Regions from separate parts of the Mus musculus genome. Here all the other regions are linked to region 1. The links are chromatin contacts, called in public HiChIP or PLAC-seq maps. All regions are on one chromosome and are shown on one strand. The core of a region is the stretch at or near the end of the contact, and the rest is flanking DNA. Distances in the headings are between cores, read along the strand shown.

Region 1 (3,840 bases), core at 905-3,404:
AACAACAAAAAACAAAAAAACCCAAGAACAAAACCCAAACCCTCAAACCCAGAGTCATGCACACATACACGTTTTTTTTCCACCGAGGGCAGCTTGGTTTGGGGCTGGGGAAGCAAGCAATGTAGGAGCGGCACCTACACTAGGGCCGTGCTTTCTAACACGGGAGGCAGGCAGTCACCAAGTACCAAATACCATGCCACAATAGCAGTGAAGCAATGCAGGACAGAGGGAACATGGGGTGGGGGAGCAGGGAGGGGAGGGGAGCCAGGCTTGCATGTGGTCTAGGCTGCCCAGAAGGCTTGGCCAGGTGCTCTGCAGTGAGAGCGAATGAGGTGAAAGGAGGGGCAAGGGGACCTCTAGGTGATTTTGAGTCATGGTCTCGTGTGGCCCAGGTTGACTTTGAACTCACTATGTAGCTGGAGATGAACTTCCTGTTGATCTCATTTCCCCAATTCTGCGATTACAGGCACGCACCACCAACACCTGATTTTATGCTGTGCTGGGGCGGGTGTGTGTGTGTCAAACCCTGGGCCTCATACATGATAGGCTAAAGCTATCAACTAAGTTACTTCCTCAGCCTGGGGTATCATTTTAAATATGAAAACACACCCTCCCCCAAGATTTTAGATCGGTGTGGGATAAAATTTAGTTCCATTTAAAAAACTTGCTCTAGCTACTTAGAGAGGACAAAAGGCTAGAGGGCAAAGGGCAAGGTGGAGGAAATAGTGGGGGTCCCACATCAGTACAGGAAGGGCGAGGCAGTTTGGTTGAGTGTGTGGCAGAGACAGGCTCCAACACACACCAGGCCATAGGACCTGCAGACCCTCGGATGGAAGGCAAGTAAACAAAGGAGAGGGCAGAGCCAAGCAGTGGACAACTTCGATGGGAAGGGAACACAGGCCAGGCATGGGGGCAGGAGTCCTGCCTGAACTCCATCCCTCTGAATGCCATGAAACCTCTCAATGGAGAGAGTGAGAGGGACACTGGGCTCTGGCCAGAAGCCCGAGGTGAGGGAATTAAGAATGTGACTCACCAGAAAAGGGCGGAACTCAAGGCCTTGCTCAGTTAGCCATCTCAGTTGAGGGAGTGTTTGGACTGAATCACCTGATTTCTTTTTACAGTGAACAAGGTTTGGGCAGGGCTAAGTGCCCAGTGTTTGGAGTCAAGCTCACGCAGGTCCTGAATTCCCTCAAACACGCGATTGGTGGTCAAGATAACCTTTCTGGGGCAGGGTCCCCACTCCACAGGGTAACGGGCCTCACAGTGCTCCATGGTGTCCTTCCACTTTCCCATCTCCTAGGCTGGCCACTCACCTCCTGGGAAGTTTTAAGTTATCTGGTCTGTCTGCCTGTCCTTCCACAGAACTGTGCACACACACACCACTCATGCATTCCCGGTGCTTCTGTGTGATCAGCTCTGGGCTAGGTTCTAATCACATAGCCTTAAGTATAAACACGGCTCTGATCCACACAGGGCTCAGCCCCATGAACTGAGACAGCTCTTCTAGAGGCACAGGAAACGCAGAGTAAAAGGTAAAAGGCCAAGGGAAGGGAACCTGACCTGGGAGTTACAATGCAGGGATGAGGCAGGAAAGAGGAGGTGTTTCCTGGCCTTGATCCTGGGGTCAAGGAGTGTTGGCAGGACATGGGCTGTCCCTGGACAGTGTGCAGCCCATTTGCAGGGACAGTAAGCTTGAGAACAGGAATTCATTTTGAAATGCTAAATGTGTCCTGTACAGTCAGGCATAGGAGCGCTCTTTCTTCTCTCCTCCCTCCCTTCCTCCTTTCCTTCCTTCCTTTTGCCTGGAATCTGGCTGCGTAGCCCCCCACCTGCTCACCCCAGCTCGACCGATGTACTTTGGAATTCCTAAGTATGAGATGGTGATGGAGACATCCACACATTCCAGACTTTAGAAACGGAGACTGTCATCCCCTAGGCTTCCCAGACATGGACGTGCACAACAGGGGGCTTCTGGAGTGAACCTCCCTGAGAGGCGAGCCCCGAGCCCCGTCCCTGACGACCAGACCTTGGGTGCAGTGGACTCCTGAGAACAGCGTCTACCTCCTTCTGCCAGACAGTGAATAAGCAGTGGAGAGGGAAGTGGAGAGTGAGGGGGGAGGACTTCCTGATGACATCAGTGGCTTTAGTCAGTAAATGAGGGCATTCTGAGAATGGCTGACGGAATTAACCACACCACTGAGCTGCAGAGGAGGCGCCCACACTCATGTTGATGGGATGGGATGGAGCCTGGTGATGTCTGTGTCATGCAGAGACAGGCTCTGGGAACAGGGATATAAATCAAGTATCCGAGGGGAGCGAGGTGACCCGACAACAAAGATACAAACTGGAAAATGGAAGAGCCAAGACAAGTGTATATGCCTACAATCCCAGCACCCGAGGCTGAGGCAAGACTGAGCTACACAGAAAGTTCTAGGCTAGGCTAGGCTATATAGTGAGACATCTCCAAAAGAGCGGCAAAGGCCTAGCAGTCGGCTCCCCTAGTGCTGACACTGTCCAGGTGACGGCACAAGGCTTTTCCTGCAAACAGATGAACGTGGAGTTCTTGTCTGTCTGCAGGCATCCTGGCACAGTGAAAATCAAGGCCACTGAATGCCACGGGCAAAGGATTGTGCTCCAGGTCTCATCACGCAGCACTTGCTGTTCTAGACCACAGTTAACCAGTCCTGTCTCCTCACACAAGGCGGCTCAACCAGAGACATGGTGAGAACAACACTGAAGAGCATGCGAGAACCTTTGAGAGACTTCCTGGAGGAGAGGCAGGACAGGAACCAGGGCACAGCCTTGTTTCCCACCCCACCCCACCCCACAGAAACGAACAAGTTTTTAAACTAAAAAGGGTAAGAAAAGGCCATGATGCCACGGGCTTGAATCAGGGCATTCCTGCTCCGAGAAACAACACTACCCAAGCGTTAGGCCATAATCCCCAGGACATCCTGGTGAGCAAGTCAGGTGTGGCAACACCTTCAACATCATCAACTCATCCCCAGGAAGGGCTCAGACTCACAGACCTGGAAGGAGAGGCTGGTCCTGTGCCTGGGTCAGCCACAGGGCAGAGCATTCCTTATTGCGAGTCTATGCTAAGGAGAGGTCTCAGGGTGCAGAGGGTCCCAGGGGCATCGGGGATTCGGGGCCTCAGCCTCAGCTCAGGATCACACAATGCTGAGTATGGAGAGATGCAGATTTGGGTCCTAAGAATATCAAGGTTTGGCCCATAAGCTCTAGGAAGCAGCTGTATAGACAGATACCTCTGGCATTAGAGCTGGGTAGATTCCTGACATAGTTACACTCAGAGAGTAACTGTGTCCCATCGCCTCCAAGTCCAGGGTGATGTGTCACAAAACAGTGAGGTACACATGATGACTGTTTGCCATAAGGGCCCCACAGCTGTGAGTTCACACTGTACACCAGCAAACTTCCTGTCAGGCCTGTGCTTCTGCCCGCCTGTGTGCAGCTGTGCACATGTGTATATGCTGTGGGAGTCAGAGGTCATCCCTGTCGTTCTCCTCAGGGTCCACTGTACTAGTTATTTATTTCTGACAGACTCTTTCACTGGCCTAATTCTTGCTAAACAGCCACTAGTCTGGCTGGCCTCACTGACCTCAGGGGCCTGCCTGCCTTTCATCTCCCTCCCTCTCCCAGTGCCGGGATACAAGTGAGCTATCACACTTGGCACTTTGATGTGAATTCTGGGGATGAGCTGAACCCTCACTGAGCTGAGCTATCTCCCGGTCTTCTTCACAGCCAAGAAATGGGACAGTACAGATCTGGAAGGAATCCCCTGTAGGCTCTAGGGTCACTGGAATTTTGAGTTGATGTCAT
Region 2 (3,840 bases), core at 602-3,101, 230 kb before region 1:
AAATCTTAAAAGAGTTGTTATTTTTGAAAGAGAAAAGAATCTTGGAAATTTCGAGGGCATTAGAGAGTCCCCTCCCCCGTTGTAGCCCTGGCAGAACTGTTAGGAAATCCATTCCTCTGAGGTATGTGTGTTTGCACTAAGCACATAAAATCTGTGTACATGTTCATATACAGACACACACACACTGTTCTTGGGAAGTGAAGATATGCTATCCAGAGCAAAGGCAGGGAGGAGAAGTGTTAAAGCGCATCTCTGTGCTGCACTGCCCTCTGCCTAAGACACGTGCACATGATGGGGCTTCCTTGTCTAAGGATGTCACTGTAGCTTTGGTGGAGAAATTCCTTAAGTGGCTTCTGATGGTCACACTTCATCTTCTGGCTTCGGATATGACACCTATAAGCTGGTGAGTTCTACTTTCAGGAGCCAATCGTGCGTGCTCATGAGCACATCCACACACATAGGAGAAGCTAGACCTTCCCCATAAAAAGGAAGAACAAAGGCAGGATTCCTGTGAACTTAAGAGAAATGCAAGCTTGTAGCTAATGAAGAAATGGAAACTAAAATGGTATCAGAACACAGAGGCTCATTTCCTCAAAACTTGATGATGGCCCCTGTTGAGGGGACCAGAAACCCGTCTTTATCTTAGGATTCCCAGGCCCCTCAGCTGCCCTGTAAAGGCTCATGTGACCATTTTGTCTCTCAGCTCTTTGAATTTGGCCTGTGTTTCTAGGAGACTTGAGTCAGGGACTGTATGTCTGGTCACTCAGGTAATTCACTACACAACTGGGAGAGGAGGGCCACTTCTACCAGACAATGTAACTGGATCCTTCCCAGTGATGTGGAGTGCTTCTACAAAGACATGATTGCTAATTGATTCTGTAACACTGCCATCTACACGTCATGATTCTCTCTGAGTCAGTCCCTTCCCTGTGCCTGATACCTTGCTCAGTAACCAGGACCTAACAATACCTCAATAAAAATCCTCAGAATTCAGAAGCAAGGAACTGGAGAAGATGGCCTTCACCTCGCTCAGACCCAGAACAAGCAAATATTGTAGAGAACAAAATGTTATGAGAACATGCCTGCTTCCTGGGTTATCCTTTAGAGAAGACATACAACACTGCAGTTGACATCTCTGGTTCTGAGGTAGAAAGGATCTGGGTTTTGAGTCACGGCTCCACAACTTACTGGGTCCTACTGAGCATGCTCCCAAACTGCCCCACGGCTGAATCTTCTATTCTGTGAGAAGTCAGTGAGACGAAGCCTCTATGGAGGGCCTGAAATGTGGTAAGACTTGCTCTATGCATCTCAGCTATAGTTGGAAAGTTACGATGTCAACTAATCAATTCAACAACGATCCCTGAGAGCAGACTTTCCCGCACCCAGACTTCCTATCCCAGGCGGGAGACTATGCCCAAAACCTACAAAGTGCTCAATAACAGCTGTCGGATGGAGGGGAGGAAGAAGGGGAAGAAGAAAGAGGAAGAGGAGAGTGGGAAGAAAGTGAGGATGCATGATGAAAGATGATGAAAGAGAGTCTGGAAAGTGAGGGGTCACTGACGGGGTCATAGGGGTGCAGCTCCTGTTCTGCCATCTCTAACTCTGTAACTCTGAGCTAGTCCATCCCTCTGCCTCACTCTGGAATATTTTAAGATGGAAGGTCCCTTCCCCAGCCAGCATCTGGTGGTGCCTGTCTAGTGGAGAGCAGAGGGGCAGGTGCTTGTTCCTGTTTGCAACACTTCCGCTGGCCTGAAGATGGCACCTCTGAGTCAGAAAGAAGCCAGTTTCTGCAGCCTCAGCTTCCAAGCATCTAAGTGCCTAGCAGACGGGATCTAGGGAAATCTATTGCTTGTTGCCTGAGGCAGTGAATGACTCCGCTTCCTTCCTTGCCTACCCCGCTTCTCCCAGTGCCCTCATATGGGGAGGCAGCTGGCTCTGTCATCCAGGTCCTGTTTCTTGCTGGTTGGCCTTGCGCAAAGGCACCCTGCTTTCCTGAGGACTCTTTCACTGTCAGCAAAAGGAGAATTACAGTCCCGGACTTAGTGCGAACTTCACATCAGATGCAGAGCACCGTGCCAAGCACCTGGTGGGGGACTCGTGAAGGATGGCTTCCATTTCTTCCAGGCCTTCCCCAGAATGTGGTCAGCACAGGAGAGGAATGAGTGGGACGACGAGGGAAGAGGAGATGACTCCAGAAAGATGACGTCACTCTGTGACAGGATGCTTCTGCTCGTATATGCCTGGTACTGCGGGGAGTGAATAAAGTCCTGAGTGAATGTTTGTTGGTGACAGGAAAAGGGCCACGAAAGTGGTCACGTCAATGCCACCAATGCCTCAGACTCACGGGAATTAGAAAGCCTTTCCCTGGTGCATGGATATTGGATACTGGCAGAAAATGTCCAGGGCAGCTTCCTCCTCCCGTGTGTTCACAGCCCGAGACTGCTCCCCATAGAGACCCCCACCAAGACTAGTTAAGTCTGCCCTCCTCCTTCAGCTGCATACTACACACTTGTTCAGCTGTGGACAGCCAACCCAGCTCCTTAGTACGGGTGTATGAAATGAACTGCTGAGTTCTATCAGAGCACATGACCCACCTGGTCCCAGCTTTCCTGCGCCTGTGCCTTTGTGCCTGCTTTCTTTTATTCCCTGTTGCCCCAGTCAGGTCAGTCCCTAAGCTGTTCAACTGTGTCCCTTCAAGGACCCATGTCTGTTTACTCTCCCCCTCGTCTCCCAAAGCCAGAGAGCAACGGTTGCCTTTCTGAATGAATAATGCAGCGGCTGCATTACGATCACCCTGCCCTTTGCTAGGCCTTTTGTGGGCTTTGACCTTACATATGCATATAGAGCTGCCATCTTTCCATATCCAGCTTCTGTGGCATGACCATGCTCTGTAAATGCATGGCTTTTACCGTGCAGTTTACTCTTCATATACTGAGCACCTCTGGGCACATGGCTGCCTGCTCAGTGTTCAACAGATGAGAGGTCCTGGAGGCTTGGCTGGCCTTCAGGCCAGAGATCCTGCTGCTAAGAAGGATGCACAGAGCCATCCAGGGTAAAGAAGACTCAAACGCTAGAAAATTAAGGCAAAAGACCATTGTACACCATTCCTCACATTCACATCCCAAGTGTTCTTTGGTTGTGATCACTTGATCTCTGTAGAGAGCTGAGTACCACCATCAGCAGATGGGGAAACTGAGTCTGTGAAGGAGACTTACCCAGGATGGCAGAGCCAGACAGAAGGACAGGGTCCTCTACTCCAATGAGCCAGTCTCAAGAGAGTGGGTCCTAGACAACAAGTAGTTTCAATGGTGTGAAAATGAGAACCACAGTATATTTTTAAAAATCATAAAGAGCTGGCTTCTGTCATGTGACTCACCAGCCCCAGGCCTGCGTGAGGCTGGGGTTGTATTTGTCCCAACACAAAGCTTTTAAGGAATGAATTGCCATGATCCTTGCATTGCGTTTGAAGAAACGCAAGCTCTCTTGGGGAATGGCTAGGTTGCAGGTCACAAGTTACTACACAGAGCCATGGTAGCGCAAGGAATAAGCCCCAAGCCTTCCCTGGGGAGTGGAAACTGCAGAGAGCATGACACATGACTTTTTTTTTTTCAAGGATGCTAACAAAGAGTTCAAACAGAGAAGGCATGTGATACAGAGGTCGGGGGCAGAAGACAGGGTATCCATGGAGAAGCTTGGGAAACGGATCTGCTCTGTCAGGACACTGAGACCATGTGTGAAACACAGCCTTCAAGAGCCTCTTCCCAAGGAGACTGCAGCGCTCTAAAAATGCTCCTGGGGAAGGAAAGCACACCAAATTTCTAATCTGTGGGGGGAGGGAGG
Region 3 (3,840 bases), core at 490-2,989, 210 kb after region 1:
AGCAGTTTTGCACAGATGGACGGCCTATTTGGAGAGGAAGTGCCAAGTGCTGTCTGTGGTCATGGGGAAAGAAATGATCAAACATGGACAATCTATTGAGATAGCTATTGATAACTGAGATGCATAAATACAGAGTCTAGAGAGGGGGTTGCTCCGTGGGTAAGAGCACACACTGCTCCTGCAGAGGTCCTAAGTTTGGTTCCCAGCACGCACATTACACAGCTGACAATCACCTCACAGAGCTCCAGAGGGGCCAGTGTTCTTTCTGGAACACTGCACATGCACTTACCCATGTTCATACTCACTCATGCATACAAATAATTGTTAATCATAGATCACCTATACATCTTTTGTAAGAGATGTGTGCATCCTGACATATAGACCGGGGTTCTGTCGTAAAGGAAGAGGTCTGATTCTTTTTTCTGTCACACATACCAATAATCTACTAATTAGAAATACCTTGCTTACTACCACGTAGCTTTCCCAATCTTTGCATTTATTCTTATTTGCCGTAGCTGCTAATTAACCTTTTCAAAGCATGGGCCAAGAAGTAATTGGTGATCAATCAATTTTTTAAAAAATTAACAATTACCTAATAATGAAAACCAAACAAGTTCAAATAAACAATTTAAATAAGTTTTATATGATACTCTACAGTACTGTACTGTACTGTACAGTATCATGTTGTACTTTGCCTAAGCACTATATCAGAACCCAGAGTCTCCAGGTGCAGATGCTATAGCTAAGAGCTAATGAGCCAGCCCTGTAAGTTGTTGCCCTTACACAGCCCTCACACAGAGCCAAATCTGCCTCTTCCCCAATGCTAGTCACAATCTAAAACACCCTGACTGTGGTCCGAGTCATCTAGCTCAAGTCACATATTAACGAGGCCTCCTTCCACACAGTATAGGATTTCCCCCATCTCTCTGAAACCTTTAAGTATAGGCACCTTCCTTTGTCTGGCAGGACTAAAGCTATGGCATCAGGGTGGGACCACAGGACAGGCTGTGCTGTTAATAAATACCCTGTCCTAAAGACAACTGAACTCAATACGTCTCTTTCTTGAATACCATTCTCTTCTCACTCCCAAAAACCTAACACGCAGTCCAGAAGAAAAGTGAAATCTTCATCTTCAGGTTAAAGTGGTCACTGCTGCCGTCACCAGTTTACAATGGCAGTAATTAATTTAGAATTGAATAAATACTCTCAACCTTCCTCTCTCAGGTATGCACACTTACAGAGAGCCCATGAAGAACTTCTCAGTGAGTATAACTTCCCAGCTAGCACCCCCTTCTCCTCAATTATTCGCCTTATTCTTGACCAGACACAAAATAACTGCCATGAATACGAAACCAGGTGTGCTTATGGATTCCTGTAATCTCAGCCTTCTGGAGGATGAGGTAGGAGGGTAGTAACTTTGAGGCGAGCCTGGGTTACATGGTAAGACCCTGTCAGTAAAAAATCACAAAGCAAGGAGTGTGTGTGTGTGTGTGTGATAAAAGGTGGCTTTCAACTCTTCTTGTAAGTTTAAGACGCACAGTGAACCCCAATGAAAAAGACTGCTGGTTTTAAATCAACCTTCGCCATGACAGATGAGGACTCTACTGAAGGGCAAGAACAGATCCAAAGGTAAAGAAGCTGCCTTTCAACTTTGCTCTCTGATTCCACAGGCCTTAAAAAAAACATGCAAGAATATGCCTCTTGCAACTGTGGTCACATGCAAAAGTGAAGCAAGAAGCACATCTGTTTGGAGCTGGCCTCAAATGCCTCTAGTTCTTCTCCAAACCAGGTTCACAACTCCCACCCACAGAGAGAAAGCCAGGGCCTGAGGCGGCACCCAGGGACAAGCAAATTAGCATTCCCAAGGTCAACTGCTGACAGGCTTAATTGTTTACAGCAACTAGAATATGCTGGCTGCCGAAGTTAAGAGGCTTAACCTTCCAGCTTGCCCAACAGCATATGAAACTGATTTACCACATCAGCTACAAAATATGAAGAACTGTAGATGTGGATTCAAATGAACACACAACATTTTATACAGAAGCAAATGTAACAGGATCCTCAGAAACAATGCACTTTTTATTTTAAGCTGGCTAAACAATTTGGGGAAAACCCTAAAATACTAGCCACAGTTTCAGCAGAGGAGAGTGCAGGAGAAACTGAGTGTCTCATTCTTCCACCGGTTTGATTGGAAGACTCACCAGAACTGCTAAAGAGCTGCAGATCTAGCTGATTTGGCCATCTCTTATTTCTTACTCTGTCACAGAGAAGTGAAATAACCCTTATGTGTCTTTTGTCATCTCATAAAGTGTTATATGTGACCAATAAGCATAAGCAGTGTGGCTAGTCTGGAGTCTAGTGTACTGTAGGATTCTGATTTCAGTGCCCACGCTGTGTCAAAAGAACTCCTTAGGAGCTTTCATATTTATGACACATAAAAATATTTTATCTTTATTTACTTTTTAAATTATATTTGTGTGTATAGATGTTTTGACTGCATTATGTCTACGGATATACTATGGACATGAGTAGTGTCTAGTGTAGAAGCAGGTGTGGTATAGCCTGGGTTATAGGAATTGAACCTAGGTCCTCTGGAAAAGCAGCCAATCCTCTTACCCATAAAGCCATCTCTCTGGTCCCGAAAAATAGTTTCAGATACACTAGGTTAAATAAAACATTACAAATCTCTCCTTCCTCCATATTTTATGAAAGAAGGGCAGTAGAAAATTTTAAATTACACATGTGGCAAACACTGTAGTTTTATCAGGCTGCACGTGTACACATAAGTAATGGTATACAGAAACGCACAGCATGAATACAGGACTTCGTCTGTAACGGGGAAAGAACAGTGTGGGTAATGATCTCTAGAAGAATCAAGCTGCTTTCAGCTGTGCTACGTGTCGTCCTCATAAAAGCTCCTTCCCTCTGACCACAAGACATTAAAACTTTATGTCATTAAAAGAGGACTACAGTGCTTCACAAAAGGCTCCTCATGTCAGTTCTACTTCTGCCTCTGTTGTCATCTCTGCATAGCATTAAGCCAGCATCAGTTCTTGCCAATGGCCAGAGACATGATTTGGTGCTGGCCTGGCTTTTTACTGAGTGACTCCTACTTGTTTGTTTGTTTCTTTTTTTTTTTCTTCTTTTTATCTGTTTTAGTCCTTTTTATCCGAAGTTTGATCACTGAAATCTAACTGAAGCCCCAGCTCCAAAGGTCAAGAAAAAAAAACAAAAACAAAATAAAACAAAACAAAAAAAGCTGAGAAGAAAACAAAAGAATCAATAGCAAAAGCATTGTCAAAGGTCTAGAAAAATCCAAACAGTATTTAGGTACTATACATAGTCTGTTTAAAAAAAAAAAAAATCAGAGCCGGGCGTGGTGGCGCAAGCCTTTAATCCCAGCACTTGGGAGGCAGAGACAGGCGGATTTCTGAGTTCGAGGCCAGCCTGGTCTACAAAATGAGTTCCAGGACAGCCAAGACTATATAGAGAAACCCTGTCTCGAAAAACCAAAAAAAAAAAAAAAAAATCAGGAAGTTTTGCTATTTCAAAATAAAACATGCTACTGTGAACAGGAGAGCTTAGCACACAGAACAGAGCAAGCCAGTACCTCTCCCCAGAACCACCATGTAGAGAACCATCTAGCTCTTAGGTCATCAGTGAGTAAAACATCTGGAGGTGGTGACACAGCTGGAATGTATGGAGTGAGACTCCAAGGTAAGAAAGAGGAGAGGCAAAAAAACAGTCAAAAACACTTTTCCGAGAGCCCTTTAAAAGGGAACCGATCAACACTGTAAAGAAGCACTGTTGCTGCTGCTGCCTCTTAGACAAGAAAAAAAG
Region 4 (3,840 bases), core at 908-3,407, 200 kb before region 1:
TCTTTTAAAATCCAAAGTCTTTTTACAATTAAAAGTCTCTTAACTGTGGGCTCCACTAAAACAGTTTCTTTCTTCAAGAGGGAAAATATCAGGGCACAGTCACAATCAAAAGCAAAAGTCAATCTCCAACTGTCCAATGTCTGGGATCCAACTCACGATCTTCTGGGCTCCTCCAAGGGCTTGGGTCACTTCTCCAGCCAGGCCCTTTGTAGCACACGAGTCATCCTCTAGGCTCCAGATGCCTGTACTCCACTGCTGCTGCTGCTCTTGGTGGTCATCTCATGGTACTGGCATCTCCAAAACACTGCATGACCCCTTCAGTCCTGGGCCATCAATTGCAACTGAGGCTGCACTTTCACCAATGGCCTTCCATGGCCTCTCACTGTGCCAAGCCTCAGCTGCTCTGCTCAACTCCTTCATGCCTTCAAAACCAGTACCACCTGGGTGACCCTTACACATTACCAAGTCCAGCCACAGCACAAGGTACAACTTTGGCTATATCTGGAACACAGCCACTGTGCTTTCAGAAAATACTTCCCAGAAGATGTCACCTCAATGATGCTGGTCTCTTCTTAATCACCGCTAATTTCTTAGCTCCAGCTAACCAGCATCAATAGTCCCAGTAATGCAAAGTTTTTGCTTTAGTAGTTCTGGTATCTTGTTAATCACAGCTGATTCTTCAGCCCCAGCTAACCAGAACTACAGAATCTTCACAATCAAAACAGGAATGGCCCTGAAAAGAGTCTTTAATTTTCCCTCTGAAATTTCACACACCAGAGCTCCAACTTCTGCAGTGTTCTCAACATTATCTTCCAAGCTCCTACACAACATCCGACAGAGGTCTTAACAATGGATGGATCTTCAAGCCCAAAGTTCCAAAGTCCTTCCACAGTCCTCCCCAAAACATGGTCAGGTTGTCACAGGAATACCCCACTCCACTGGTACCAATTTGTCTTAGTAGTCAGGGTTTCTATTCCTGCACAAACATCATGACCAAGAAACAAGTTGGGGAGGAAAGGGTTTATTCGGCTTACACTTCCATACTGCTGTTCATCACCAAGGAAGCCAGGACTGGAACTCAAGCAGGTCAGGAAGCAGGAGCTGATGCAGAGGCCATGGAGGGATGTTCTTTACTGGCTTGCCTCACCTGGCTTGCTCAGCCTGCTTTCTTATAGAACCAAGACTACCAGCCCTGAGATGGTCCCACCCACAAGGGGCCTTTCCCCCTTGATCACTAATTGAGAAAATGCCTTACAGTTGGATCTCATGGAGGCATTTCCTCAACTGAAGCTCCTTTCTCTGTGATAACTCCAGCTGTGTCAAGTTGACACAAAACTAGCCAGTACACCTACCTAGTCTTCACAGCACCCCTACAAGGCAAGAGCTGTGATCATTGCTACTTTTGCAACAGAGAGTGTTGACATCCCAGAAAACTGAGTGACCTGCCTATGGTTCCCCCTACTAGCCTAGGATATCACTGGCCCAGCACACTGACTGATAAATTGTATTCTTTCTGAGGTTCCCGAACCCAGCCTACGTGTGTGGTGGCCTGTCTGATGCAGCTCCAGGCCTGGTCTTCGACATCATAGTAAGTGCCTCTGAGCATTTTCACATGTACACACCTCCTCTTGGGTACTCTTTCCTCCAGTGTCTGATTGCAGTGCCCGAGAAAACCCTGTGTTTCTCTGCATCGTGTGTGTGTGTGTGTGTGTGTGTGTGTGTGTGTGTGTGTGTGTATGTGTGTGTGTGTGTGTGAGAGAGAGAGAGAGAGAGAGACAGAGAGACAGAGAGACAGAGAGACAGAGAGAGAGAGAGAGAGAGAGACAGAGAGAGAGAGAGAGAGACAGAGACAGAGACAGATTCAGAGACAGAGAGAGAGGTATGGGATACATGTTACAGGGGTGGGCATATACACCACAGTGTGTGAGTGTGCATGCTTGTGTAGGCATACACAGAAGCCAGACAAGGACATGAAGTACTTTTCTATATTGTTCTCTGCTTTAGTCCCTGTGGTTGCAGGCACACATACCCATTCCTGGATTTTTATAAGGATTTGTGGGATTTGAACTCAGGACCTCACACTTGTTATGCACAGGTCGGCCCCAAGGCTGAGCCTTTGAAGCAAGCCTCTATGACATCATCCTGGACCATGGACTCTCACCTCTCTTGCTGTCTCATGTGAATGTTTCATTACTGAGTGACTCATAGGTACTTAGCTCACAGTGTACTTGTCTCTCCATGGGATTAGAAGCTCCCTAAGGGCAAGGCTTACCCATCTAGCCTATGACAGCCCTGTAGGCCCATGCCCAGTGTCACCTACACCCAGTCCCTCTCTAGCCAGAAATCCCTTCCTGTTTGGCTAGACTGACCCCATGGAGATGGGAGTGCCATGACCGGGGGGCACAGTGAATGAGATGACCCCTTCCAATAGCTTGCTAGAGCTGAAGAAGCAGATGTTGTACCAGGATGACTCAGGCAACCAAGATCTATGTTCTTGTAATTCTGGAGGCTGAAGTCCAAGAGCAGAGTGTAAGCAGGCTTGCTTTGACTCTCCTGGGCTGCCTCATGGCTGGCTCCTTCCTGTGTTCTTCTATAGGAAGTCTGGATTCAAGTTCCCTCTTTTGATGAAGAGCCCAGTTCTTGGATTAATATACCTCCCCAAGAGTCTCAGTAAGCATTACGACCCCAATGATATCAGTAAACATTACATAGTTCTTTAAGGGGCCTGTTCCCCAGTACAGGGACATTCTGAAGCCACAAGGATTCTTACTTCAATATATAATTTGAAATTCGTTAATTCAGCCTACAGTACATCTCAGCTTCCCTCTTTACTTCTGTTCCCATTGTCACCCACACACGAAATTAGACTCATTAAAGAGCAGGTTGGGAATATCCAAAATGCCAAGTCCAAGTGTCCAATGGCTGGTCCCAGGGTCCCCAGAAAGAGCCTGCAGCAAATACTGTCTGCTTTGATAATATTCTATGTGTCCACACTCATCACTGTCACCCAAGGCTGACCAGGAGAATGCTGAAAGGCACAGGATACAAGTGTTTTAAGGAAGCCATGTCCTTCACTGGCCAAGGAGGCCAGGCCAGTTCTCAGGCTTCACCAGAAGGCAGGCCTCTGGAGTTGCTTAGCAACTTCCATGCCAGATGTTCCTAGCCACCCACAGAGCTTCTGAAAGCTTCTCTTCATGCAGCCTTGGCACTTCCAGGAAAGGGAGGAAAATACCAAACAACTGATTGTCTTCTTCTAGTCACAAATTTGATAAAGGAAGAAACTATCCCTCTACTACCAGGACCCAGGGACTGGTCCCCACCCCAACCCCACAGCTTCTCTCCCTCTGCACAGTACAATTGAAATCCACCTCAAGACTATCCACTATGAGAACATGAAGTCCTTCCACAGCTCACCACATCTGCAAAATCAAGGTCACCCTCCATCCACATCGAGGTGATCAAAACCCTCTGCCTATGTCCCAGATTTAGGTCCCTGTGGCAAACCAGATGATTTAGGTTCAAATCCTATCTGTGAAATGTTCTAGCCATGTGACTTTGGAGAGTTTAACTAGCTTCCACATAAGTTAGGGTTTGGGTGAAAAATGCCCCGCCACCCCCCCACCCCCCACGAACATGTGTTTAAACAATTGGTTCTTAATTGGTAGCTCTGTTAGAAGAAGGTATGGAACTTTGGGGAGGTGGAGACCAGCTGGAGGAAATATGCCTCTGTTTATAGTCTGGCTCCACTTCCTGTCCTATATCTGTTCGCTGGTACCCAGAGATGTGAGTAAACACCATGGGAATTCTCCCCCCACCGTGACTTCCCCACCGTAAGGAATC
Region 5 (3,840 bases), core at 783-3,282, 190 kb after region 1:
ACTAAAACATCAAAATGTAGGCTTTGCCCTCCTTGTCTCTCCAAGCAAACCACATACAAAGACCTTGAACTTCACTACACCTCACATGGATTTCTGAGGTGCCCTTGTTGAAAGCTCCCTATGATCTCAGATATAAGGTCCCCTCTCTAACATCTCTCTACTGTCCAGAAGAGGACCTAGTATTCCAGCTCTTATCAACCCATAAAATCTCTTTACTTTTACAAGTAGGACATGTGTGCACACACACACTAGAGAGACACACCCTCAAGACAAATGTCACCTACTTATTCTTCCCACCTGCATATCTAATCAGCTGCACGGCTTTGTCCAGGGTCAAGCTGCTTTCTAAAGTTTTGTTCTAAACAAACAACAAGAAAACTGTGGGATCAGGTTAATTTTTCTATTCTACAAAGCCACACACAAGCATGTCTGAACAGAAACAACCAATTACATGGAGTTGATTAAATTCAGCAGCATGTATTTTATTAGTGACTTACCAAGCTAAGACAAAGCAGACATTTAGTGTTGCTAAGGATTGCTGACTGTGAGTCAACATGACTCACACACTTAGAAGAATCTGATAAACACGAAATGTCATTAAATACACAGACCATTTTGGCGAAGAAGAAGGATGGTGGCAAGGGTTGCCTGACTTTAGTTTAAATTCCTTAGACTAAATGGCACACACAGCCAGAAAAGTTTATTTTCTAAAGACTGGGAATAAGTTATTTCCAGATCTCTTTATATGAGAACTTGATTCTTCCATATTTTCTGTAAAAGACATTTACCTTTTTTTTTGAGAAATACAAACAGATGACAGTATAAACAATATTCTCAACTTCTGTGTCAAAATCAAACCAAAACCTGAATTCTCTGTAAACTCAGATCCAATTACCTACATCTAGTGACATCTATCTGTCTATCTGTGTGTCTCCTGACAGACAGATATTAAGCAATCTACACTCATCAGGAGTTGAATTTAATGACTTACTCAGTGCTTGAGCAATGTTTAATAGAAACTTGGTTACTTCTCACTACACTGAACTTCAAAGTTGTAATTATTCCTCCACACAGATATTAGTGTGGTAAAATTAAAACTGAATGCCCATGTTATAACTGCCTCCCACTAGAAGTAAGTGTGCAGTATCAGGTGTATGATATAACCAGTCAGCAGCTGGTTTCTTCCCAAAGTCCAGGAGAAATCCTGGAGGACTTTCCACCTTCCTGCCATCTGCCTCCCCACAGCCCTCCCATCACATAATAACCCAGACGTGGGAAGCTGCACACCACATAATTGAAGGGGCAGTCTGCTTGATTTCTTTCTTGTGGACTGTGTAGTCTTTGGAAAGACTGTTTCCACACCTCTATAATGGGTATCAGAATAGTACTGAAGGCTGGAGAGGTGGCTGAGTGGTTAAGAACACTTGTGATTCTTGCAGGGGACCAAGGTTCGATTCCTACCACCCATATGACAACTCAGGAAAGCCTATAACGCCTGATCAAGGAGATCTGATACCCTCGTAGGCCTCCATCAGCACCAGGAATGCATGTAGTGTACACTCATTTATGCAGGCAAATACTCATACCCATAAAAATAAAATGCAAACCTTTTAAAACAAGAAAAAGATAAAGAATAGTACCAAATTCATAAAGTTGTTAGCATGTAGGTACAGTGCTCAAAGAAGAGCCTGGCTTGGCATAAGCACTAACCAGCTATATTTTTAACTAAATCCATTACAGAGTAGATAGTTCATCTGCAAATATAACTAGTCCAAATCCTAAAATCATCTTGCCCTCAGAACTAAAAAGTTTCAGGTATATATTAACTTACAAAGCAACCAGCCGAACCCACAGAATTCAGACCTCAGTGAGAAGGGTTGCAGACACCCCTTTCCAAGTTCAGAAACTCCTTTACCTGCCAATGGTTACTGAGCACTTACTACACATCAGGCGGGGGAGATGCCTTAATGCAAGAACAGCAGCCACCACTACCACACGAGGCAAAGAACCTTAGCAGAAGGCCATGGCTGTTCACCACACTGGGGTGGAGGCTAAACAAATGCTTTCAGGGCTCCCCTGAAACTGACTGATTCAGAGTTGTCCTAGTCAAAGGAAAACATTGATGATGAACAAAGAAAGCCATGGATGGAAAAAATGAACAACCTTGAATGAGTACTAAGTACGAGGACCTGTGAACACACTACCTCTGCTCCAACATAATTTGGGCACTATTAAGCATACAATAAAGATAAGGAAATTAACTCCCGGAGAGGTGAAATCATCGGGCAGGTCATGGAGTTAATAAACGTAGAGTTATGACTTGAAGTCAGCACCAGGCACAAAGCACAGTGTATGAACTACCACAGACATAGACAAACACACTGATACAGAAGCCATGCAGTAATGAGTGTGTTGTTCCTTTTCTAAGGGCTTTTGTTGCCTTGCTTTCCCGTAAGAGGAAAGGACACAGGGGAAAGAGACTAGTCACTGTGCTCCCCCTCGGACTTGGCGTCCCTTCACTCTACAGACAGCTACCTTTGTGAGACATCTGCTGGCACTCCATAAACTACCATGGCAAAGGTGTCACAAAAATCACAGAAATGAATGCTGCCAGTTACTAAAGCACCATAGGCTCTTCTCATCTTAAAACACACCCTTAGACTCTCTTGGTTCCCTCGAGTTTTGAGAGTCAGGTCTTTGATTTGACTCAAACACATTCCCCATATCCCAACCATCAATTTCTTCCTACTAGACTGGAAAAAAAAATTGTGAGTTCAAGGCTGGAAGCAATATTCACAGCAGCACTTCCCAACTAACAATGCTTCTGTCTGCGCCTAGCCTTATCTATACTGTGAGACTTGCAGACCCAGGAAGGAGGTTTAAGGAACAGGGTTTGGCTTTGATTCTGGTCCAACACTAAAGCTCCTGCATGAATTTCTGGCAAGAAAGACGAAAAGGAATCTCTTCTGAAAAAGCCTACAATGGTTCCTGAGAAACTTAAAGAGGATACTGGTGAATCATCCAACCCGATACCTCAAACACGGAAGACCTGGGAAAACTGAAGGCTATTTTTCTCTATTAGTCATACTTTCTAATATTCTCAATATAAATTTATCTCACTTAAGCTAGTAAATGCTGAATCATGTGGTTTACCCACATATTTAAAAGCAATGTTTAAGATTAATAAAGCATATGGCTGAAAACTGAGATGATACACTACTGTGGTGTCTACAGCCCTCAAAGCTCTCTGCCTAGAGTCAACACTGCTATTGGGTTCCTGACTGTAATCTTATAGAGCTATTCTGTGTATTTCATGCCACCTTCTAAAGATGACTACAGACACATCAAAATAGTAAAAGACAGAATGGAAACAAGGACTCAAAGTATGATGTGTTAGGAAAAATGACTTCCATGTCTCCCAGTGAAATCCCAGTGTTCTTTAGCGGCCTAGTCTTCACGTGCAGGAACACGGAGACTGAGAACATGCCTCTTTTAACTCCAGGATAGCTACTCTACAGTACCAACATAAAAGCAAACAAAACCAAGTTCCACAGAAAAGCAAGAATAGCTTTAGGCAGGAACACGAGTTTAGTAATTGAGCTAAGCAAGTTCAGTGGTAATGAAGTTTCCACTCAGTCATCCAACAGTGATTATTACCAAGCACTGACTCCATGCCTAGCCTCTGCTGTATCCTGAAGAGCGATCAGCAGGGCAGTGCTGTATCGTCTTACAAAGAGCATTGACAAATTTTTACCCCATTCAGAATGTCCTCAAGAGCACTGACACAACCACTAGGACTCTGTCTGATTCTCGGCGTGATGAGAAAGTCTGCTCCACAGC
Region 6 (3,840 bases), core at 901-3,400, 140 kb before region 1:
GCTCAAAATGGCAGAAGTATTTAAAGGCTCTTTTATGAAACTGATGGAAATTCTGTTCTAATCCCAAGCTGGAATTCACTTAGTAACATTGCATGAGGCTTAAGTGAGCACATCAAACAACAATTTTTGAGGTCAAATAGTCTTACACTACAAACGCAAATAAATGTGATGCTTATGTACTGAAGGATGATGGTAGAAGCAATCTTCGGGGGGTGTTGTTTGTTTGTTTGTTTTTTGTTTGTTTGGTTGGTTTTTTTGCAAAGTTAAATCATTATTTTATCAGAAAAGCAGAAAACTTCCTATGGACAGTTTCAAAAAAAAAAAAAAGCTGTGATTCCTAACATATCATAGTCTAAAATCTGAGCCAAGATATTTAAGTCGGGGACAGCACACACGGTGGAAAGAGCAAACCATGTGTTCAGAACTAAAGCTCGCTGAGGTCACATCCTAGAACTCGGCCAAGCACTGTCAGGGCTCACTAGGGTTCATCACATATTTTAAGTTTGGCTGTTGCAGGCTCAGAAAGTTTTTACTGTTGCTAACTTTCCCACAGTCCACATGCAGTTACATGACCCCTAACTGGGGAGCAACATGAAGTTTAAGTCCTTGGATCAGGGAACATTTGAGGAGCTGGAAGGAGTCCAGTGCCTTCCCGAATCTACACAAGGATTCCTGGAGTTGGGGATAGACCACGTGATCTGTTCCTGTGGTAAGGACCCTGGTGTCATCAACCTATTCCATATCTGTCACCACTTCTCACTGTGTCCCTATCACCATTGTCTGAACTCAGTAGATATCACAGATACCGAGACACACAAATTTTATAAAGATACAAGATACAACAGGAAATAACGTCTATGTAAAAGGCTGACACCAGGTTTGCTTGTCTGTTTTCCCCATGGGGAGGCCTCTCTGTTGGTGACCTCCCCCTCTGCTACCTTTCCACACTCCCTGCCCCACCTGGAAAGTGTGCTTTTCAAGACAAGGTCTTCAGGTGCAAAGTTTAGCTCCTGATGAGTTATTCTGTGGGAACTGAAGTCTTAGTCAAGTGCCAGGAATAACTGGGAATTCCCAAGAAGGCACAGACAGGAAATTGGGATACAGGAAAGGCAGAATTCTTAATGGGACTGCTTTCCCTTTATAAAGATTTGTATCTTTGTATAACTTAGGAAACGCACACTGCCGGTGTGATACTATCTCAGTTATTCATCCAGGTACCACTGTTTACAGGGACGCTTTTCCTGAGTACCTAATGTATGTTAGTCCCTGCTCAGGACATGAGGAAACAAGGGACACATAGCATTTAGCATCACTCGACATTCCGAAGGTGAGGCTATGAGCACACTCTCTACACTAGATCACAGCATCCCACCAACAAGGCAGGTACTCTTGCTGCACACATTTGTCAGGTGTGGAAAATCAAGGCTGGAAAGAGATGTGGTTTTTTTCTCCACACAATGCTATCCGTTGTGGAATAAAGTCCCAGAGATATTTAAAAGAGGATAACAGAGCCAGATGATTTTATTATTATTATTATTATTATTATTATTATTATTATTATTAGCTGTTAAAATATGCCTTTTGCCATCTAGACTTTGAACATCAACCAAAACCTATTAACTTTTATAAGCAGTGCTAGGGCTAGATCTGCTCGGCCCCAGTGTCTATGCTTGACCCACCCAACTCGGCTTTTCTAATAGCTTGTCTCACATCCAGCCAAAATGGGGTCACAGTGGCAGATGTGTGTAATCCCAGCATTCGTGGTGCTGGGACAAAAAGATTTCTGTGGATGTGAGGCCAGGTGGATTTCATAAGACCTTGCCTCAAGGAAAAAAAAAAAAAAAAGAGTATTCAGAAAATAGATCACTTCAGACATCAGCCCCAGAAAAGGGCTTAAAGTTACAGGGAGAGGGAGGGAAGGTGGCGACTAGGAGAGGTAGAACCTGAATCGGATGCCATGCCATCAGCTGACTTGGAACCGTGGTTTCTGCCAAATGCTATTAGTCATGTGAAGACCCATCTCCACAAGAGACAACTATAAATGTGAAACCATGTTTGAAAGGCTACAGGCTGCTGTGTGTCACCAGGTGCTTAGGTGTATCCATGGCCTCAGAGAAAGATGACAGGGAGGGGACAAAGAGGAAGGACAAGCAGAAACTGAAGTTTCACTGTGGTTGATGACGTCAGGAACTATAAATAGAGACACCCCTGCTCCCAGAGTATGACTTAGTGAAAGTACTGGTGCAGTTATTTGAAAAGCGGGGCTATGATGTCTTCTGAAAATCGATGGTCTTTTGACTTCACTTTTATAAGGGAGTTCTAACAATGGGTTTCTGGTGTCTTTTGTAATTCTACTTAAATACTAATTTGTATCATGAATATTGGGTATAACAGGATTTGTAATATAAAAAATAACCAATACAGTGCGTTGACATATTCAAATTGATTGTTGTCATCAAAATGACCATGTTTTATCCCTAGAACTAACCTTAAGAGAAGTTGTCCCCAAGATGGTCTTGGGTGGTCCTCCCTACATTATGCCCTTAAATTTCTCTTCCTTGAACACAGATCAAGTAACTTCTAACAAATGGAATGTGGTATACGGTGTAGGCTACCGTGTCTGAGATCCGAGTTCTAAAGATATTGACTTCCATCTTGTCCTTGCTCCTTCTCTTAGCCTTTAAGCTCTCCCACGCTCCTAACACCCTCTACCATTTTGGGAGCAGCCTATGGAGAGGTCTTGATTAAGCCCTCTGCTCATGTGCAACTAAGAACCAGGACTCTCCATCCATGAGCCCAAAAGGAACTGAATCATTCCAACATGATAAAAGTTAGGAGCAAACCCTTCCTCGCTGGTGATTGCAGTCCACATACTGTGCCTGTAAGAAGCCTTAAGATGCACTCACCTGACCAGCTCCAGGATTTCTACCCCATGGAACCTGTGAGTTAATGAATGTGTTTTCGGTCAGGACCTAACTCTTAGAGTAGTTCTTGTTTGCACATATTTCAGTAGCTTACAGCCTTGGTGAACAACGTCTTTGCTGAGGAACATGTGTAGAAGACAGCACCGCAACCCCAGTTTGCCAAGCCTGCTATTAGACAGAGAGACATTTAGTCTTTGTCTCAATTTCTAGCACAAAGCTCTCCAAACTCTTAAAATTTCCTGAACGATAAAGGGGACAGGATCCTCTGTTGTTCTAATGAAAGGCTGTTCCTAGTGGTGGGGTTGTGGGGGGGGGGGGGACAGGCATGCAAAGCTTGGAACTTTTGATACCACCTCCAGCCTCTGGAGAAAAAAGGGAGATTAGAGACTGAATTAATCACCAAAGTCCAACAATGTCATCAAGTATGTCTACACAGTACATGTCCCATGAGGACCCCTGAGTACCTGGGGACTGCCCAGCATGGCAGTATGTGCCTGTAATCCCATCAGTTAGGGGCTAAGGCAGGAAGACTGTGAGTTCCAAGCCAGACTGGGTTGTATATAGCAAGACCTTATGGAGAGCAGAGGTAAGTGGGTTTGGAGCTCTTCCAGATTCGTTCATAGCAATTCTGTGGGGGGACAGAATCTTCTCTACTGAGGCCCCTCTCCTGGGTACCTTTTGGTCTTGGTCTATGCATCATTTGTATCCTTTCTAATCAGACAGCAGTCATATGTTGGGTATTTCCTGGAATCTTAGGAGCTGCCCTAGTGAATTATCCACACAGGTAGGGTTGTGGGAACTCTCCAACTTCTGTGGTTATGTGGGGACAGAGTATAAGCAGCCTGGTGACCTTCTGTTTGGAATTATCATCTAGGACTGGGACTGTCCCTCAAGCCTGTGACATCTAACGCTAACT

The links. HiChIP or PLAC-seq counts read pairs in DNA pulled down with a chosen protein or histone mark.
Region 2: an H3K27ac HiChIP or PLAC-seq map of microglia shows a contact between it and region 1, with 6 times the contacts expected there. The contact joins two enhancer-like sites. A contact is called at or near these places in 7 of 484 Hi-C or Micro-C datasets (the C2C12 cell line, bone marrow-derived macrophages, embryonic stem cells and 4 more), 13 of 115 datasets of contacts at active chromatin or transcription factors (effector CD8 T cells, embryonic stem cells, epiblast stem cells and 3 more) and 1 of 9 other capture datasets (embryonic stem cells).
Region 3: a CTCF HiChIP or PLAC-seq map of the NIH/3T3 cell line shows a contact between it and region 1, with 11 read pairs. The contact joins two enhancer-like sites. A contact is called at or near these places in 1 of 39 promoter capture datasets (liver), 3 of 15 datasets of contacts at CTCF or cohesin (the NIH/3T3 cell line, embryonic stem cells and pro-B cells), 22 of 484 Hi-C or Micro-C datasets (the C2C12 cell line, CD4 single positive thymocytes, DN3 thymocytes and 15 more), 19 of 115 datasets of contacts at active chromatin or transcription factors (the NIH/3T3 cell line, Th17 cells, bone marrow-derived dendritic cells and 10 more) and 1 of 9 other capture datasets (embryonic stem cells).
Region 4: a contact with region 1 is called in a CTCF HiChIP or PLAC-seq map of CD8 T cells, with 6 read pairs. The contact joins two enhancer-like sites. A contact is called at or near these places in 1 of 15 datasets of contacts at CTCF or cohesin (CD8 T cells), 3 of 484 Hi-C or Micro-C datasets (Th1 cells, bone marrow-derived dendritic cells and muscle stem cells) and 5 of 115 datasets of contacts at active chromatin or transcription factors (CD8 T cells, effector CD8 T cells, extraembryonic endoderm stem cells and 2 more).
Region 5: a contact with region 1 is called in a FOXA1 HiChIP or PLAC-seq map of pancreatic cancer cells. The contact joins two enhancer-like sites. A contact is called at or near these places in 8 of 484 Hi-C or Micro-C datasets (CD4 single positive thymocytes, Th1 cells, Th2 cells and 5 more), 11 of 115 datasets of contacts at active chromatin or transcription factors (Th17 cells, acute myeloid leukemia, embryonic fibroblasts and 4 more) and 2 of 9 other capture datasets (bone marrow-derived macrophages and embryonic stem cells).
Region 6: a contact with region 1 is called in a BATF HiChIP or PLAC-seq map of CD8 T cells, with 13 read pairs. The contact joins two enhancer-like sites. A contact is called at or near these places in 4 of 484 Hi-C or Micro-C datasets (Th1 cells, bone marrow-derived macrophages, embryonic stem cells and 1 more) and 3 of 115 datasets of contacts at active chromatin or transcription factors (CD8 T cells, embryonic stem cells and microglia).

What each region holds. Positions count from the first base shown.
Region 1 is chr15:59,597,360-59,601,199 of GRCm38.p6, reverse strand. The region is part of intron 6 of Nsmce2 (NSE2/MMS21 homolog, SMC5-SMC6 complex SUMO ligase); the gene reads right to left. Among named protein-coding and RNA genes, the nearest start is that of Gm36677, 19 kb to the left of the region's middle. Within about 2 kb of position 2,154, at least 165 of the 459 cell types and tissues checked have an H3K27ac peak or open chromatin away from gene starts, as enhancers often do. A contact at or near this core is called in the C2C12 cell line, CD8 T cells, the NIH/3T3 cell line and 10 more, where this site is marked.
Region 2 is chr15:59,826,567-59,830,406 of GRCm38.p6, reverse strand. Gm36819 (a long non-coding RNA gene) reads right to left here. Exons shown (of 3, transcript XR_384128.2): 2 at 3,216-3,285; 3 at 1-2,246. Among named protein-coding and RNA genes, the nearest start is that of Gm36819, 5.1 kb to the right of the region's middle. Within about 2 kb of position 1,851, at least 93 of the 459 cell types and tissues checked have an H3K27ac peak or open chromatin away from gene starts, as enhancers often do. A contact at or near this core is called in the C2C12 cell line, bone marrow-derived macrophages, microglia and 1 more, where this site is marked.
Region 3 is chr15:59,390,115-59,393,954 of GRCm38.p6, reverse strand. The region is part of intron 2 of Nsmce2 (NSE2/MMS21 homolog, SMC5-SMC6 complex SUMO ligase); the gene reads right to left. Among named protein-coding and RNA genes, the nearest start is that of Nsmce2, 18 kb to the right of the region's middle. Within about 2 kb of position 1,739, at least 78 of the 459 cell types and tissues checked have an H3K27ac peak or open chromatin away from gene starts, as enhancers often do. A contact at or near this core is called in the NIH/3T3 cell line, bone marrow-derived macrophages, embryonic fibroblasts and 4 more, where this site is marked.
Region 4 is chr15:59,797,993-59,801,832 of GRCm38.p6, reverse strand. No RefSeq gene overlaps it. Among named protein-coding and RNA genes, the nearest start is that of Gm19510, 5.0 kb to the right of the region's middle. Within about 2 kb of position 2,157, at least 49 of the 459 cell types and tissues checked have an H3K27ac peak or open chromatin away from gene starts, as enhancers often do. A contact at or near this core is called in CD8 T cells, Th1 cells and pancreatic cancer cells, where this site is marked.
Region 5 is chr15:59,408,758-59,412,597 of GRCm38.p6, reverse strand. All of the region lies in intron 2 of Nsmce2 (NSE2/MMS21 homolog, SMC5-SMC6 complex SUMO ligase), which reads right to left. Among named protein-coding and RNA genes, the nearest start is that of Nsmce2, 36 kb to the right of the region's middle. Within about 2 kb of position 2,032, at least 46 of the 459 cell types and tissues checked have an H3K27ac peak or open chromatin away from gene starts, as enhancers often do. A contact at or near this core is called in Th1 cells, Th17 cells, Th2 cells and 2 more, where this site is marked.
Region 6 is chr15:59,737,686-59,741,525 of GRCm38.p6, reverse strand. No RefSeq gene overlaps it. Among named protein-coding and RNA genes, the nearest start is that of Gm19510, 55 kb to the left of the region's middle. Within about 2 kb of position 2,150, at least 69 of the 459 cell types and tissues checked have an H3K27ac peak or open chromatin away from gene starts, as enhancers often do. A contact at or near this core is called in CD8 T cells, Th1 cells and bone marrow-derived macrophages, where this site is marked.